2 separate regions of the Sus scrofa genome follow, and region 1 is linked to region 2. A link is a contact called in public Hi-C data. All regions are on one chromosome and are shown on one strand. Each heading gives the region's core, a stretch centred on a gene start, on an enhancer-like site or on the middle of the called end of the contact. The rest is flanking DNA. Distances are from core to core; before and after follow the strand shown. Region 1 overlaps NEDD9 (enhancer of filamentation 1). Region 2 has its middle 18 kb from the start of SMIM13.

What was found. A called contact is a pair of places that touch in the nucleus more often than the background predicts.
Region 1: a Hi-C map of skeletal muscle shows a contact between it and region 2, with 7 times the contacts expected there. The contact joins two enhancer-like sites. A contact is called at or near these places in 1 of 5 promoter capture datasets (liver), 37 of 47 Hi-C or Micro-C datasets (adipocytes, adipose tissue, alveolar macrophages and 19 more) and 2 of 2 datasets of contacts at active chromatin or transcription factors (alveolar macrophages and skeletal muscle).

Annotation. Positions count from the first base shown.
Region 1 is chr7:8,059,528-8,062,538 of Sscrofa11.1, reverse strand. All of the region lies in intron 1 of NEDD9 (enhancer of filamentation 1), which reads left to right. Among named protein-coding and RNA genes, the nearest start is that of NEDD9, 33 kb to the left of the region's middle. Within about 2 kb of position 1,543, at least 13 of the 83 cell types and tissues checked have an H3K27ac peak or open chromatin away from gene starts, as enhancers often do. A contact at or near this core is called in skeletal muscle, where this site is marked.
Region 2 is chr7:7,791,069-7,794,334 of Sscrofa11.1, reverse strand. No RefSeq gene overlaps it. Among named protein-coding and RNA genes, the nearest start is that of SMIM13, 18 kb to the right of the region's middle. Within about 2 kb of position 1,519, at least 4 of the 83 cell types and tissues checked have an H3K27ac peak or open chromatin away from gene starts, as enhancers often do. A contact at or near this core is called in skeletal muscle, where this site is marked.

The sequences.
Region 1 (3,011 bases), core at 294-2,793, 270 kb before region 2:
GGCCAGGAGGAGCAAGAAGTGGCTGATATACCTGAGGCCCTGGTAAAACATGGGTTCCAGAGAGTGGGACATGAACTCTCGGAAGATGAAGAGAATAGCCACTTCAGGGAATTCTTTTTCTAGTACAATAGTGCATATACTCTTGATTGGTTCCACAAAGATTTGAGTGCTAAGTATGTGCCAAGCCTGTGGCGAGGGAACAACGATAGCCTTATGTCTGTTTTTATAAGTTTAAACATTTGCAATGCTGTTGTCATTTTGTTCCACTCTCAGCTAAGTTTAAGCCAATTCCATTCTTTTAGATGCTTCAGGCAGAGCCATGTAGACAAGGTAGTTCTCTGCTATTGCTGTGTGGATTCCAGAGGCACGTCAGTTAAGCCTATCTCTGCTTTACCGCTCACCCGCTAGTTCTTTCTCTGAAGGGAGACCCCAGTAGCACCTCTCCATGATGGCCTTACCTGCCCTTTGGAAAGAATTCTCTCTCTGCTTTCTACCAAGATGGTGGTGTGTGTGTGCCACTGGCAGAGATTTAACTCAGTAATAAAGGAACTAGCATGATGACAATGATAGTTCAAAGAAGAAGAGCTATTATGTCTAGTCAGTGGATGAAAAGAATGCTGAAATACAAATTTGATTGAGACTGATCAATGCCCGCTAAAGCAATAAAACTACCATCTGTAGGATTTTTTCTTCTGCTAGATAGTCATAAATTGCAACATAGAGAGCCTCTGTAAGTGAATACTAACTTTGTCGAGTCTGGCCTGATCAAAAGTAAATAAAGTTACCTTCCCGTGAAACAGTAGTTCTCAATGGGGGCAAATTCCTGGTCGCTCCCTCCCCCCTCACTGACAGTGTCTGGAGAAATTTTTAGTTATCACGACTGAGGGGAGAGAGGAGATGCTGTTGGCATTGAGTGAAGAGAGCCAGGGATGCTGCTGAACAGCTTGCAATACACAGGATAGCTCTTACATGAATCATCACCTGACCCAAAATGTCAGTAGCGTTGAGACTGAAAAACCACGTACGGATAACATGTTACATGATTTCTTAGACAGTGCTCTAGTATAATATTGAAAGCACCTGTGAAGAAAATTTTTAATGTCTCTATCTCATTCCCTTAATTGTAAAATTGGGATAGTGATAGTGGCAACCACATGTAATTTGGGGGTAGAATTAAGTAAAAAATTGTTGATTTATTTGGACAAAAATGGCCACACAAACATATATCCCTTCCCAAGTGGGGGTACCATTCCCTCCCCTTGAACTTGGGTGGCACTCTGTAACCGCTTCTTTCAAGGGAGCACAGCAGAGATGATTCTGCTTGACTTCTAAGGCCAGGTCATAGAAAACAACACCGCTTCCTCCAGGTTGGAAGCAATGACCCAACCTGAAAGAAGCCTGGCTATTCTGGAAAGGCAGCTGAGGGACTCGAGAGACAGGGAGAGGTCCCCAGCTCTTGACATCTTACCAGCTCAGCCACCAGACATGTGGGCCAACGACACACTGAGGATCCCCAGTCACCATCTGACTGCAGTCTGGTGAAGAACCTCCAGGCAGAACCAGCCAACGGCGCTGCTTCTCAATTCCTGGCTCACAGAAACCCTATGGGATAAACGAGCATTGTTTTAAGCTACTACGTTTGGGGATGTTTTTGTCCCATAGCAGTGGAAAACCAAAGAAACAATACACACACGGTGGTCCTTATCTTGGCTCATCGGGCATAATTCGTCATTTCTCCCCTGTAGTTGTAGTAATTTGTAGTTTTAGTATTTTTCATGAATATTTAACTGGTAATTTAACTTGTAGCGTTGCTCTGCTTCTGTACACTAGAGGGCACTCTTAACCGTTCGCAGGGGCTCCGACACGAAGGTGCAGTTCTCCAACCAGGCACCAGGGGGAGCAAGCCCCTAATTTTTCTCTATCCCTTTCCGAAGGTGAACTTGATGAAATGGGAAAAGGCTTCAGAACCAACAAATTAGCAAACATAAGGAAGACGTTTTAGAAAACCCTCCTAAACACATTCTAAGAAAACAAGAAAGCTTATTTTGATGAATAAAGCTGCCCCAAGAATGAACATGCAGATAATAGAAAGGAAACCCAATCCCCACCCCCGCCACACACACACTTTTTTTCCCCATCTTAAATGTGATAGAGTAGGTTACACATACTTTTTAATCCTTAAAAAGGAGGCGATATCTTCAAGCCTATGATTTCTAAACGGTGTACCTGATCTTTACCATATCTAGAAACATGGCAAAAGCAGTCTTTCTGTCACGGTGAGCGTCTAATGGCTAGAAGGTAATTCTGAATACTGTTTCACAGCGTCCCAAATAACATTTGTACCACTACTTTAACTTAAAGATTTTAAAGTTCCCATTTTTTCTAGTTCTTTATTTTATATACACAGGATCTGACAGTCTAGGGACTGTGAAAATGGGCTGTGATTATGCTTGTAGGAAATTTGGAAAGCAGAACCATTAAAATGAATTGCCTGAACCAAATACATTGTAAGTCTCCCCCTCTTCCAACAAATCCAAAGCAGACTTTACCCATAATCATTCCGAGTAGCCTGAGAAAGTTGGCAGCCTGCACTGATGACAGTCTGCCCGTCTCAAAATAACTCATGAAGGCTGGCCCTACCCTGTGATGGCTTGAGTTTAGCTGGGGCTTGAATGGAGCAAGGGTCTTGAGAATAAAGAAGGGTTTGTGGTGGGCTTATCTGATTAGAGCCTTACATGTGAGGTCAAGACTCTGCAGCCTGGTAGAGTGTAGTTCAGAGGGGGCTGGGGTGGGAAACCCTGAACTCTGAAGAGCTGATTCTTTGAGGGTGTTCTCTAATTCTGACTCAGCCCCAACCCTAGCTGGCCTTCCATCGTGCTCATCAAGTTCAAGGAGATTTGATCAATTCCCAAACACAAACACACACAGATGCCCTCTCTTGCTCCCCCCAACCACCCTGTAGACCTGAAGTAGCAGATGTGACACACCAACTGCAGTCTCTGGAGGCCGCA
Region 2 (3,266 bases), core at 270-2,769:
GGAGAGAATCCCTAGGGGAAAAAACTGGAAAATTTACAAAGAAATACCCACCCAATCAGACACTGGATTCTAGATGGATTTTAAAGAGAGTTCTGTCAAGAAAGATACAAACAATGCTACTGGTGACATATGTGATATGCAACCTCAGTGTTTGTTTTTCTGAAAATATCTTTATTTTGCCTCCACTTTAGAAGGATATTTTCACCCATACAGATTTCTTTCTTTCTTTCTCTCTCTCGCCTTTCTTTCTTGCTCTCTTTCTTTCTTTCTTGGCTGCACCTGCAGCATATGGAGGTTCCCAGACTAGGGGTCGAATTGGAGCTACAGCTGCCAGCCTACCAGAGCTGCAGCAATGCAGGATCTGAGCCATGTCTCCGACCTACACCACAGCTCACGGCAACTCCGGACCCCCAGCCCACTGAGCGAGGCCAGGGATCAAACCCGCATCCTCATGGATACTGGTCAGGTTTATTACCACTGAGCCACAAGGGGAACTCCAAGTACAGATTTCTAAACTGGTTGTTATTTACTTTCAGCCTTTTAAAGGTGTCATTTCATTATGTGGTTTCCATAATTTCTGTTGAGACTTAGCATTTAGCCTTATTTTTGCTCTTTGGAAATAATGCATCTTTTTTTTTCTCTCTACTTGCTATTATGACTTTCTCTTTTGATTTTGTTTTATTGCCAACGTGTAGTGTATTGTTGCCTTTATCCTGCTTGGGGTTCTGAGTAATTTTTGTCTCTCTGACTCAAAATTTTTATCCCTTTTGGAAAATTTTGGGTTATTATCTCCACAAATATTGCTTTGGCTACATCCTTTCTTGCTTCTCTTCTTGAACTCCAATTACATGTGTTAAAATGTCTCACGTAATAGACCACGTCACACGTCTCTTACGCATTTCTGTATTTCCCATCCTTTTTGTCTTCTGTACTGCAGTCAGGATATATTTCTACTGCCCTCTCTCCAGCTCACCCGTCCTCTCTTCAGCTGTGTCCAATTTGCTGTTAAACTCGTTTTGAGCCCAAATTTTAATGACTATATAGTTTTCAGTTCTAGAATTTCTGTTTGCTCTTTGGAAGACATGGATTCCAGTTCCCTAGGAAAACTTCTCATTTATTTTCATGATCACATGAATGACAATTATTTTTAAATCTGTGACTGATGACTGCAATAATCCGGGACACCTGTGAGTGTATTTCTAGTAGGCTTTTTTTCTCTTGGCTCTCTTTCTTGGATCCTAGGGATTTGGGATTGAATGCTGCTGATTCCTGTGCCTGAAAGAGGGATCTGGTGAAGTTACTTTCCTCCAGAGCGATTCAGTCTATGTCTGCCAGGCAACTATCCAATCAGGGACTAAGGTTATTCAAGGCTGAGTTGTGGTGAGGCTGGATTTACTCTAACGGACCCCCTCTGAAGGGTCCCAACTGAAAGCCTACGGCATTTACAGAGTGCAGCCTCCTGCTCAGTTCCTGATTTCCAGATTTTAGCTGCACAACATCAGAGTGCCAAAAATTCCACTCTGTTTTCCAGCTGCTTTTCTTGGCTTCCTAGCCTTTCCCTTTATGTGACTAAGATTCACCGAGTACTTTAAAGAGAAAACCATCAAATATCAGGCTGACATCTCTGTACCTCCCTTCTTTTTTTTTTTTTTTTTTTTTTCTGGAATCTTAGCTTCTTGAATCCTGGCTGATCTGGGAGCCTCATGCTCCAGGTCTTGTTTCCTCAGACCTCTCAGACTGCTGAGCGCTCCAAGCTTCCCGGCTTCTCCTTAGCCTCTCAGGCTCTTTCTAGAAGCCAGGAATTGCTAAATGCCAAGAGGAGAAAAGCAGCTTTCAGAACGTTGGGCTCACTTCAGTGAGATTCCCTTCTCTGGTCTCTGGACCCATCAACGCCAGGTTATTGCAGCCACTCTCCAAAAACTTCAAACAGATGAGTTTTCACTGTATCCATCTTTTCCAGTTGTTCTCAGTGGGAGCAGCAATTTCCTGGTAACTGCTCCATCATACCTGGAAGTGAGAGTTGTCTCTTTGTTTCTTTTGACAACTTCAAAGAACGTCATTTCCTGGAGATACTAGAGCTTCTTCAACTGACTCTCTACTGAGAAAGATTTGGGTCATTCCCCCCTTTTGCTGTAACATACGAAGCCATGGTGAACAGCCTTCTGCATATGGCTTCATATGTTTACAGTGGACCATTTGAGATAAAATCCTGGAAGTATCATTGCTGGATAAAAGAGTGAATGCATATGCAATTTTGCTAGATAGTGCCAATTTCATTTCACGGAAATTGTACCATTTTGGGTCCCCGCTTGCAGTGTAAAAAAATACGTGTTTTCACAAAGTCTTGCCAAAATTTGCATTGTCAAGCTTTGGAGATCTCTTCAATCTGATAGATGGGAGACAGAATCTCGTAGGGCTGATGTGCATTTCTGTTATTGTGAATGAGGGCTCCTAGTGGCCTTTGAACTCTCTAGTCATACCTTTGCTTATTTTTAAAAATCAGATTATGAGTCCTCCTTCTCAATTTTTAGGAAACCCTTATTACATTAATTATATGAGTACTGTGTGATGTAAATTACACATTTTTTCCCAATTCGTAATTATCTTATGACTTATTTTGTTGTTTGCAATGTTGTCAAATTTCTTTCATTGTCCAGATTTTTTTTTTAATAGTTAGAAATTTCCACTCTGGGATTATAAATATAAGATTTACCCATGATTTCTTCTTGTGTTTGTATGTGTTTCTGTTTTTGTTTAATTTTCGTTTAGACCTCCAATGCATTTATAATTTCTCCCAGAGTACACTGTGAGAAAAAGATCTGTTGCTTTTTTTTTTTCTTCTATCTATTTGGCCCAATATGATTTAAAGTTCATTTTCCCCTCTGATTTCAATGCTTCTTTTGTCATATACTAGATTTTCCTTATGTATATTCTATTCTGATCCATTAGTTTATAAGTCTTTTCCTGAGCCAATACCTCACTGCTTTAATTTAGAGGATGTTGAATGTTTTACTAACTCTAATAAGATTAGCCATGCATTAAATATTCTTTCCAAGTATTTCCTGGCTATTTTAGTTGTTTATTCTTCCATACAAACTTTCAAATCTACTTGTCTAGTTCCAGGAAAAAAAAAAAAAAAAAACCTGAGGAAGTTATTGAGGCTGCATTAAATTTATAAAACTAATTTAGGGAGAAATAACATCTTTATAATGTTGGTTTTTCCTATGGAAGATTATGGGGTTTTTTTTTTCAATTTGTTCAAACTA